Linked DNA regions of Mus musculus: regions 2, 3 and 4 are each linked to region 1. A link is a contact called in public Hi-C data. All regions are on one chromosome and are shown on one strand. The core of a region is the stretch at or near the end of the contact, and the rest is flanking DNA. Distances in the headings are between cores, read along the strand shown.

Region 1 (2,700 bases), core at 73-2,572:
CAGATCTGGATGTAGAATAATCAACTCTGTCTCCAGTGGAGCTGGGGCCATCTTCCAGGTGGAAGGAGACACTGGTCTCCCAAAGACAGTCCTTTGATCTCCATCTGCATACCTGGCATATTCAAGCCCCCTCCCCAGCACACACACACACACACACACACACACATACACAGTGGGGAGGGTGGGTTTAAATCTTGACTACCAGAACATTCTGTCTATCCTATATATCTATCACTTGACCTATGATATAAATTTCTACCAAACAGGACTTTATTCATCTTTGAGCACAGCACCTAGCATAGTAGACGAGCACAAAAACACTCAATAAATGTTGAAGTGATGCACAGACGGAAGAAGAAATGACATGCTTCTGCTTGCAGAAGCCGGGACTCCTCCCCACAGTTCTCTCTGGCCTGATCTCCCTGTGATGCCTCCAAATTCCTCCTGAGCCTTGCAGGAAGAAGCCCAGAGCCTGGGCCACACAAATTGGCTTCTCTTCACCCAGAACAGTGCATGAGTTAACCATGTTAGCCCAAATGTTGCTCTCATTTTCTTCTCCAGATCTGGGTGAAACTGGCTTGCTGCCAGTGACCACGAGGAAAAACAAAAAACAAAAAAAGGATACCACCCCAGACCAACTTGTAGGGGTCAGTCCCCACCCTGCTCTGCTCAGAGGGCCCAGGGGAAGAAGGCTGCGTACCTTTGCCTCTTTCCAGCCTAGAATTCCACTCAGCAGGAAATCTTGCCAGCCCTCCGGCCCTCCCAGAGACTTCAAGTCTGGAAAATCCTTACAGCAAGCCACCATCCCCTCTTGCGCAGATCACCGGATCGTGTTTCTCGGCTCCCACCTTTGCCCTTAGGATTTATTTTTAAAGCAGTGGCCAGAATGTTTGTCTCACTTCTAAAGACATTCTAGAGGCTTCCCACCTCACCCACAAGGAAATTCAGACTTTGCAGTGACCCACAAGGCCCCCAGGTCTGCAGCAATGGGTTCCCATCAACTATATTTCCCGCCCCTGTCCCTTCACCCCACCCACCTTGTCTAGAGCAGCCTTCAGTGGGAAGCAAGACATGCTCCCCCTGGAGCCCCGTTTTCCTGAGAGACGCCACCAGCTGCCTCCTGGGTGTCCCTAATGTTTCTTTTTATTATGCATCAACTGCCGATACATTACATCACTTGCTCGTTTCAGTGTCTGCTTTCCTCCAACACAGATTACACATTCTGAGAAAGTGAAAGCCCATTCACTCTGTCCACTACTCAGTACAGGGTCTGGAATGGGACAAGCACCCATCAAGCACTAATGTGTTTTTGTAGAGCCAGAGGGTTGTAGGAGTTTGGAGGGATAAGAAATATCGATCAAAACGAGTCACGGAGCAGGCAGGGACGTGGCTCATGAACAAAGTGTTTGCTGTGTGTGCAAAGCTGGAAAACTGGGTTTCAGCTCCTCAGAACCCAGGTCAATGCAGATGGGCATGGGGGCCTGCCTAAGTATGATCTTAGCGTTTGGAAAGGGGAGAAAGGAACTTCGGGGCAAGCTTGCTAACTAGACTAGCCGTTTCAGCGAGCTCTGGGTTCAACTGTGAGACCCTCAGTGAATAAGGAGAAGAACAATGGAGATATCAATGCACGCACACACACACACACACACACACACACACAAAGTGATTAACAACTAGCCCCAACCTATGAGAGCACAGCACAGAGTAGGTGCTACTGGGAGGCACACAAGTAGTCCTAAGTGCAGGAAAGCAATCAGACCAACCAAATAACTGACTGTATTACTATCACCATCTCTGCACGTGCTATGGTACCTTATTTTCAAGTTTTACTATGGATTTATTTGCTAGAGCAAATTCAGATGTGAGCATCCAAACCCACATACGCTTCCTGCTCTCTTCCAAGTGGGAGGATTTCTTGCGGCCAGATCTGGTCTTACCATACAGCAAGTTTCCAGGATGTTGGAGTGACACCACCCACCCCTCTTCCACTCACACACCCTCAGAAGCCCACCCCCACCCCCACCGGAGTCCAGGAGAACATAAACTTATACAATTTACAATTCATTGACCTCTGAAAAACCGAGTCACGCCCCCCGAAAGAGAGCAGAGCACAAAAGCTTTCCCAAGCGGGATTCTTTGTTGACACTGGTCTCTGGTTACACCCCAGGCATGAAAAGGGAGGAAATTCTTCAAAGGCAGTGCTCCCCTACTTTTGTGTGTCTCTAGCAGGACCCCTTCCCCCCACTCTGTCCTCCCAGGAGGGAGGCACTGTCAGTTCAAAAGCCTCTGCAGAGGGAGGCACTTTCAGGTTACACCCTATATATAGCTAAAATACTTATAGGGCCTGTCTCGCGTTACTTGGCAAAGGTTTAAAGCCTTAAACAATTCCTGTCAAGTGTGCTGTGTTATGAGGCCTCTTTCCTGTCCAAAACCCTTCTCTGGCCCAGGCCCTGGGAGTCACCTTTCTTCTTCCGGCCACTCCTGGCTTGTCCTCTTTAAGCCTGCAAGAAACAGTCCTGTCACCCCCACCCCCACCCCCACCCCCACCCCCACCCCCGGGCCCAGGTCTGCCCTGGGCTGCAGGGCTAAGTATGCTGTTGATTTCTTGATAATGAGGCCTTTCTGCAGACTCAGCAGTATACTAGCCTGGGAGGCTCCGGCTTTCCTGGGTAAGAGTCAGAGAACAAATATAAGACACGA
Region 2 (2,700 bases), core at 96-2,595, 450 kb before region 1:
AGACAGGGCCTGCTGGGCCAGTGCTCACCACTGAGCTGCCAGTGACCTTTTATGAGAAGGATGCGTGTGTAAGAAAGCAGGGTGCACTGGAGAACAGTGATACCGAGTAAGCGGGTAAACATGGACCTGGGAAAGCAGCGGTCTACTGGCATCCTCTGCAGGCAGGCTTTGCCCAGTGCTGTGTTCCAGAGATGCACTGTCTACACAAGTCTGCTTTCCTTGTCGAGGGCTCTCTCCTCATTGTCAGGACAGCAGAGGATGCTGGAAACCAGCTCTTAACTAGCTAGTCTGTGCTGCGTGCCCTTTAGTTTCTTTTCTCAGCGTACCATATGAAGGAGAACTCTTTGTCATTATGAAATAATTTTTAGGCAGCTCTCCACTTGGAACAGAGAGAATCTTTTTGTTCTGTTTGTGCCAGGGAACAGTTTTAGCCTTCATTTAGTTCTTTTCATTTAAGTATTTCATATCACAGTGTGCATTTTACCAACAATAGATGCCTTCAGATTTTGACATGTTTTGAAAAGGGGAAGGAAACTCTTTTTGGCATAAATAAGAGTGATTTATTGACTTGAAGCCCTTTATGTGAGTATATAGTCCAGTAAAGCCAAGGCTGAGAGTTTTGTTTTGTTTTGTTTTGGCTTATGAGTACAGCTGGGTCGGCCTAAACCCTGAAGAACTTTAGGTTAGATAGCACATGAACCAAGAAGTAAACGTTTAAGGCCAGACTAAAGCGCGTAAGGGATCTTCGGTGTGACTTCTGTGTTACTGTGCAAAAGGTGGGAAGCACTTAGTGGCTGATTTGTTTTCAAAAATTGATTTACCTCGGGGAGATTTTAATGGCTAACATAAGTGAAATAATGCAAACGCCGTCTCCATCTCTGCATTTTCTCTTGATCAGGAGTGCTTGTCTTTCACTGGGCACGGGGACTTCATTGTTGAGACTGGGTCAGCCAGGCTGCCCCTGAGCTCACTGTATAGCTGATGCTGCCCTTGAACTCTCGAATCTCCCTCCACTTCTGAGTGCCGGGGTGCCACAGGTGTGCCCCCGTGCCTGATTTTTGGTGGTGGTGGTTTTTGGTGCTGGTAGCTTGTCTTTCTGGCTTTTGTGTTGTGTGTTGTTTAGTGCGGAGGTTGGACTAAGGGCTGCATGCCTGCGGGGCAAGTACTCAACCATATGGACTTTATCCCTGGTCTTCTGGGGAGATTCTTAAGTACCCAGGCTGTCCTCTCACAGGCCAGACTCATGTGAGTTCTCCAAAACTGGGATTGCTGCCACATCAAGACCAGGCAACCTCGGGTGACTGGAGAGCCTGTCACCACTTGGTGGCAGTGTTTCTCCCTGGTCTTGGTGGCTCTGCTCTCCCATCCCCAAGAAAGAGCTTGCTTTCTTCCCCAGTACTGTTGTGTTTGAGTTAAGATAGTTGTCCTTCTGCCCACTTGTAACTTATTTGAATAGGGAGTTGTGGGTTCTGTAGGACTTTATGGGACTAGTCTCCCTTTCTTCAGGGTTTTATGGCAACGGCAGAAGCAGGTAGTGTCCAGTTGACAGATGTGATTATTTTTAATTTCTCCTCTTTGAGATGGGTCTGGCTCTGTAGTGCTACTTGGCAGCCTGTGCCCTAGCCTCACAGATACTGGAGTTCCAGGCATGTGCCACCTCCCCTGGCAAGATTGGTTTTCCTTCAGTTTTATTTAACTTTGCTTTTCGGTGGTGAATAAAGATCTGTCTTGAGATGGAGTTTTCAAACCAAGGATTTGATTGTTCATGTGAAGTTTTTGGTTTTTTGGTTTTGTTTTGTTTTTTCTTCTGTTTTGTGTTTGTTTTTGTATGTGTTGTCTTTGGCATATCATCCTAGAAGCCACTGTGACTGGCCTTGGCTGGCTGCTCCTGCCTGCACTTGTTAACACTGCTAAGGCAGCCCTGTCAGCTTTTCCTGATGCACCTCTGGAATTCAGACAGCAAGTTCGACCACTTCTGCTTGCTAGCAAGGCTCGAGGAGTAGAGCTGAGGCTTCTATACTGCAGTGTGGGAGCTGGGGGTCCTGGGAGTCAGGTGACCAGGACTTGATTGCAGCATCCAGCTGCCAGGGACTTCCTCCTTAGGGTCAAGTGACTGCTCAGAGCATGCCCCCAGGACAAAGTCCAAAGTGGACGTTTTGATTTGTCATTCTCATTTTAAATTTTGTGGCGAGGACAGGGTCTCACATAGTTCATACTGGTCTTGAACTTTGTGTAGCTAAGGCTGTCCTTGAACTCCCAATCCTGTGAGTACTGGAATTACAGATGTGATTTTCTTCTCTAGCTTAATTTGTTACCATTCAAGGTTTCAATAAGCTGTTGAGTTTAAATAAGACAATGGCAAGAAGTTTACAGTGTTTTCAGGGGAATCAAATCTGTGGACTTAGTGCAGTCTGGTCTGAGTATGACCAGCACAGAGGCTCCATGTCCTGTAGGTACTGTTCTGTACCCCCAGCTTTCCCTCCCGTGAATGTCTGCTGACAGTTCCTACTGCACCAGCCTGCTGGCCCCGAAGCTCTACACCCTCTAGCGTCCCTAGGTACAGGGATGGCCCCGAAGGGGAGGGCAGCATGAGCTCTGGGAAGGGATTCTTTCCTTGGAAAACACAGTTTATTTTTACTTACAAAGCAACTCTATTGAGATATATTTTGTATACTGTACAAATCACCCATTTAAAGCCCA
Region 3 (2,700 bases), core at 56-2,555, 310 kb before region 1:
TGCGGCTGCGAAGGAAAACAATTTCATCTTGATGAACCAGAATGGCCAGTTGGTGTGAGCAGGGTGGGTCCCTGCTTGCTGTTCCCAGAGCCCCAAGGCAAGAGCCTGGAGTCACATTTTATCTCCGGCTTCTGACCTGGGGTCAGGGTGCCAATAAACCAGGTTGTTTTGGCCACACCCTGTGATGTATTTGTCTGATGGGAATGTGGTTCTGAAACCAGTAGATGGTGGCCTTTGTTCAGTGGTGGCTGGAGGCTGCTTTTCTTTCTTAGAGTTGAAAGAGTTGCAGGCTGCATTCCCCCAGAGAATTAGAAAAAGAAATGTTCTGAAACAAATGATGCTCCCATGGAACACTTATTCTTTAATTCCCACCAGCCTCCACCCAGTGCTCTGTGAGTTTTGGTCCAGAAATGGCTCCTGTCTGTCCCCACCATCTCTATCAGTGCTAGGATCTGCATGGATGCTTAGAAGTGTGCTAGGCCTGCCTGCTGGTCTCCGGGTCCCCATGTCTGTCCAGTACCCTGCCTTGTCTCCTGTCCTGGTTTTCAGGAACGCTTTCCCCTGGCCTAGCATGTGTGACCCTGGAGAAGGGATTGCAAAGCCAGTCTGGATAATTCTGAGTAACTCAGTAAATGAGCTTCATTTCAGATGGAGGTGGGAGACAGCAAACATGAATCCTGCTGCAGCCCAGCCTGGTGTGGGTCCACCAGACAGGTGCCAATCAAAAGAAGGATCTTTCCAAGTCGAACCTGTTTTGGAAAATAGGTCTATTCACAGCATACAAGACAGATGCTCCAAGAAACGCTTTACTTTAATCAGGTAGTCACCTGCTCTGTTTCTCACTGTTAGTCTAATGGAAGACTGCACCTTTCTGAGTTTCAAGTCCTGCTTCTAAAAAAACTGGGCTGGCCAAAATTATTGGAAGAGCGAGGCACGGTGCTATGTGAGTGCTATGTGAGGGGACTGAGAGAATGCAGTGCAATGCGTAGGAAGGCTGCAGCCACTCTTGGATCTCTGTGGTGCCATTCAGACAGGGGTGCTGGGCCCAGACACAGAAAGGACACAGTACCCTTAGAGCCCAGTGAGAAGTCAGATAAGATCTGGCCGTTCAACTTGGGTTTGGGACGCAGAAGGCTGGAGGCACCAGACAGTGCTGCAGGAGCTCAGCCGAGGGCAGCCGGAACCTGGTTTGACTTGAATTTCTTCCTTCTGTTTTGTTATTGCTGATAGCTTTGTGTTTGCTGGCCACTGTTGGAATCATGGGTGTAACTGGGTGGGGCAGGTGAGGCCAGAGGCCAGGTGCAGCCTGGCAAAGAAGTAGAGGGAGGTGTAGGGTGTGGTGTGCAGGGCCCTGACTTCTCTAAGCAGCTATAGGGAGCTCCTTCCCGGAGGCAAGACGCCTTGTCAGGCACTGAAGCAAGGCTGGGGTGCTTGCTGCCTCTGTGACTTTCCTCCTCCTCCTGCAGCCAGGTCTAGGGAGGAACAAGTTGTCTTCAGCATGGGATAACAGCAGTTGTGGGGTTGCTGAGTACCTCTTTCTTTCCCCGTGTCCTCAGGCTGTTTCGAGCGCTCTTGCTGGCTTGCCACCTGGCTGCCATCTTGTTATCATGAACGTTTCCCACTGGTGGCTTTTACTTTGGGGTGATTCTGTAGATGAAGTACTTGTAGGACTGAAGTCTCAGAGACTTGGGATTTGGAGCCAAGCGAAGGAATGGCAGATATGGATGGCATAGGGAGAGGTCATGAACACGGGTGGGACAGGGTCCATGAACACAGCGGGTGGGGGGTGGAGTTTGCACGCATGAATGCAGGTTTGTGAACATGGATAGAATAACAGTTTGTGAATATGAACGGGATAAAGTTTGCAGTCACGGATGAGACAGAATTCATGGATGTAGAAGAGAAGGATCTCGTGGACAGAGAGATGGAGGAGTTTGCAGACATGGACCAAGTCCATGAACATGAATGGTAAGTCGTTCAAGGACATGGATATAGAGTTTCACTCATTCTCCAGTTGGATGTAGCAGCCAGCATCAGAACGAATCCACGTGGGGCCCTTACCTATCCTCCTCCTGCTGGTTGCAGGCTTTTCTCTTTCCCTAGCCCACCTCTGGCTACCTCTCTCAGTGCAACCTCTGTTGTCCCCTTAAGCCCCCAGCATCAGTGATGGAACCCAGGACTTTATGCATGCTTGGCAAATGCTCTGCCACAGAGCCACCTCCCAGGACACCTTGATATTTACTTTTTCAGGAGGTGGCAGACTAGTGTGTTAATAGAAGCCTTAGCTCCTTTGGTATCCCTAATGTTTGGTGCATGGGAGGAGCAGGGCAGGGTGCAGTCTATATTTGTTAGACTGAAGAAATAGAAAGATGACAACTGACCTTCCTCAATGTACCAGATGGTACTGGAACAGAATTTGGAGATGAGAGACTACGGGTCATATATAGTCTTCCTGGATTGGTCTTGGATTAGAGACACTGACCTAATTTATACCTTAAGACTGTGTACATGAAGGCTTGTCCTTAGAAGCAGCGTATGTTAACACAATAACAAGGGCTAGCAAGATGGGTCAGCAGGTAATGCAGTATAAGACTGATGACCTGAGTTTGAGCCTTGGAACCCATGTACAAAAAGCCATATGTGGTGGCATGCCTTTGTAATTCCAGTACTCCTACAGTGAGAGAGTGAGCAGAAACAGGA
Region 4 (2,700 bases), core at 52-2,551, 350 kb before region 1:
CCACTTACCAGAATTCTTACACTGCTCAGAGGCTCTCTCTGCCACAGCTCTAAATCTGAGCCATCTCTCAACTCATCTCAAGCCATCTCAGGCAATCCTCTGTCTCCACTTCTCTATCCCAAGCCCTCGCAAATCTAAGTGTCCCGGTCCATCTCCTTTTGCCCAACCATTGACTGCTAGCATCTTTATTGATCAATCAAAAACCAATTGGGGACAAGGTCCTTCAGCATTTGGACACACAGATTCCTGATTAAATCAAAGCATTAGAACCAATCCTCAATACATCAGTCCAGACACAGGTTCAGAGACCCTGTCTAGGAGGAATAAAAAGGAGAGTAATGGGACAAGATCCCAGGTGTCCTTATCTGACTTCTGCCTACATGCATAGATAGACATGTACACATGAACATACATGTGCACATACACGACACACAGATACAAAAGCCATGTTTTTCTTTAGTCTCAAAAAACCCTGAAAAATCCCAGAGGCTGCAAGTTGCTCCTGCTTGAAATCCATGGAGATCACTAAGGCTTCTCTGAGTCAGCTAGGAGTCTGAATGAGCTCAGAAAACCAGGAGCTAACTGTGAGGAGGTGGTAGGGAGGGGGTGTCAGGGTGGGAGGGTTGCCACTAGCTTCTGCAGGGGATGGGGAAGAGGAGAGAGTGGGGAGAATGGAAGGAGGGGACCATCCAGCAGCTGGCCCAGCTGTGTGGCCTGTGCTGTCCTCCCTTTCTGGCCCTCAATTGCTCTTTGAACAGCTCTGCATTTATGGCCACTTGGACAAGCCCCGGCATTGTTTGCCTCTAGTATCTAAGGTCAGAGGCCTTAGAGGAATGGCATGGTTCTATTTCCTTAAATAGTGACTTGGGAATGAAATGAGTAAGCGTGTCTTTAATTAGCCATACCCCAGAGGCCTGCGGGGGTGGGGGGGTCTGGTAGATGGTGGGCCCCCTGCCAAGATCAGCATTGTGAGGCTGGTATTTGGTCCAGGGTGTGGGGGGGGGGGGAGGGTTCAGTGCTATGCATTATTTACCCTCCCTCCTCATCTCCTATTGTCCTATCAGCCTCAACTCCAATTCTGTCCCCATGTCAACATGAAGGATGCCCCGGAGCTGGAGAGAGGAAAGAAGGGAGCCCTTTCTGAGCAACTACCACAGCCTAGGCACTGTGCCAGACACTGGAAAGGGCAAGGTCAAAGATGGAAGGATCGTGCGGAGGTGAGCCAATGAAGGCTGAGCCCAGGCCACCTAGTCCCACAGTGGTGATGCAGTTAAAGCATAAGGGTCCCTGGCACCAGGGGAGGTTTCAGAATTGCTGTATCCCCTTTACTGCATTTTTCACACTCTGTAACCACACCACAGAGCCACCCCTGCTACAATCTCCACCCTGTTTCTTTCTGTTGCTTCCAGAACCTGCCTGGGTTCTCTTTCCTCAAAACCTCCAGGGGGCTGCTAGGCATCTCTACACTCTTTCTTTCTTCTCTCTCTGAGAGAAAATCCCTTTCCAGCCTCCCTCTGCTTACAGCTACCTTTCCTTCTGTTTCTTCAGTTCTTGTTGTCGATGTCACAGAAAAGAAAATGATCATTCAGAAAGAACAAAGGGAGGAGGCAAAGGAGCCTGCAAAGGAGATGCTGATTGGCTGAAGGTTTAAGGATGCTGCAAGTGTGGAAGCCAAAGAGGGAGAAGTGCCTGAGACCACCGCCCAGACAGGAGCCATAGCTGACTGTGGAAGGGAGACTAGGAATAGCCACAAGAAAGAAATTTCCATTCAGAAGGAATGGAACGGGCAAAAGAATTTGGGAAGAAGTTGAGTGGTTAATCTACTCAGGTTTTACCTTCTGATGTTGATGTTTCTAAGAAATTGTGATTGCAGAAAGGGTCAGAACATTTTCTGTCTTCTCAGCTACTCAGATTGGAATTTCAGAGTCCACTTGGGCTGGCAGGCTGAGACAGACAGTATCCCCAGACCATGTCCCCCATACCCCTTCCCACAACTCCCCCCCGCCCCCCCGCCCGTACCATCTTCACCTCCAAGGAATGAGGGAACACCTTGGGCAGGTCTGGGCAGGGCAGGCCTGTTTTGCCCAGGTCAGCTGTGGTCGCCTCAGGAATGAGAAAGAAAGCCTGACTATAAACAAGACTTTTTCCACGATCCCTTGATGTGCGCTCCTTATGGGAGGCACAGGACGTCCAGAGCTCTCTTCTCAGTGTTTGGCTAGGGCTTACCTGGCTTCACGCTCTTCACTCTCCTCTACCTCTTGACCTCACATGCTGATTTGTGCTTCTGGGGTCTTACATAATATGTTATCCTGGAATCATGTTTTAAATGGTGCTTTGTGAAAATGGCATTGCTGGGGCTAATGCTGCACCACAAAGTAATCCCTGGAGATGCGGAGTGTGGTCCAGGGCCAGCAGCATCAACATCTCTTGGGAACTTGTTAGAGATACAGGCCCCAGGGTCCTACCTGTGGGTGGAGTACTGCCATCAGAATTTTAACAAGCCCTATGGTGGGTCTGACTTTTGAGCATGCTCCAATTAGGAAGGAAGCTATTTAATGCCAGGAGATGGAACCCTGGGTTTGTAGACTTACCAAGGAACCAAAAATACCATTTGTCTGCTGCAAGACCCTAGGCTTGTTGCACCAGAGGCAGAGATGTGATTTCTTAGCAAGCTAATGAACCTTTGCTCTCCAAGATGGA

The links. Hi-C and Micro-C count contacts between places; a contact is called where the count stands out from the background.
Region 2: a Hi-C map of uterus shows a contact between it and region 1, with 5 times the contacts expected there. The contact joins two enhancer-like sites. A contact is called at or near these places in 1 of 484 Hi-C or Micro-C datasets (uterus), 2 of 115 datasets of contacts at active chromatin or transcription factors (astrocytes and fibro-adipogenic progenitors) and 1 of 9 other capture datasets (adipose tissue).
Region 3: a Hi-C map of uterus shows a contact between it and region 1, with 4 times the contacts expected there. The contact joins two enhancer-like sites. A contact is called at or near these places in 2 of 484 Hi-C or Micro-C datasets (bone marrow-derived macrophages and uterus) and 2 of 115 datasets of contacts at active chromatin or transcription factors (both in embryonic stem cells).
Region 4: a contact with region 1 is called in a Hi-C map of the N1E-115 cell line, with 6 times the contacts expected there. The contact joins two enhancer-like sites. A contact is called at or near these places in 2 of 15 datasets of contacts at CTCF or cohesin (large pre-B cells and pro-B cells), 9 of 484 Hi-C or Micro-C datasets (the N1E-115 cell line, bone marrow-derived macrophages, cumulus cells and 4 more), 5 of 115 datasets of contacts at active chromatin or transcription factors (embryonic basal ganglia and embryonic stem cells) and 1 of 9 other capture datasets (embryonic stem cells).

Annotation. Positions count from the first base shown.
Region 1 is chr5:64,737,434-64,740,133 of GRCm38.p6, forward strand. All of the region lies in intron 1 of LOC105244755 (a long non-coding RNA gene), which reads right to left. Among named protein-coding and RNA genes, the nearest start is that of Gm26761, 39 kb to the left of the region's middle. Within about 2 kb of position 1,323, at least 28 of the 459 cell types and tissues checked have an H3K27ac peak or open chromatin away from gene starts, as enhancers often do. A contact at or near this core is called in the N1E-115 cell line, adipose tissue and uterus, where this site is marked.
Region 2 is chr5:64,288,121-64,290,820 of GRCm38.p6, forward strand. All of the region lies in intron 14 of Tbc1d1 (TBC1 domain family, member 1), which reads left to right. Among named protein-coding and RNA genes, the nearest start is that of Gm38634, 32 kb to the left of the region's middle. Within about 2 kb of position 1,346, at least 88 of the 459 cell types and tissues checked have an H3K27ac peak or open chromatin away from gene starts, as enhancers often do. A contact at or near this core is called in adipose tissue and uterus, where this site is marked.
Region 3 is chr5:64,430,571-64,433,270 of GRCm38.p6, forward strand. No RefSeq gene overlaps it. Among named protein-coding and RNA genes, the nearest start is that of Gm31363, 20 kb to the right of the region's middle. Within about 2 kb of position 1,306, at least 43 of the 459 cell types and tissues checked have an H3K27ac peak or open chromatin away from gene starts, as enhancers often do. A contact at or near this core is called in uterus, where this site is marked.
Region 4 is chr5:64,388,665-64,391,364 of GRCm38.p6, forward strand. Gm43837 (a long non-coding RNA gene) reads left to right here. Exons shown (of 3, transcript XR_003955925.1): 3 at 1,065-1,211. Among named protein-coding and RNA genes, the nearest start is that of Gm43837, 12 kb to the left of the region's middle. Within about 2 kb of position 1,302, at least 114 of the 459 cell types and tissues checked have an H3K27ac peak or open chromatin away from gene starts, as enhancers often do. A contact at or near this core is called in the N1E-115 cell line, where this site is marked.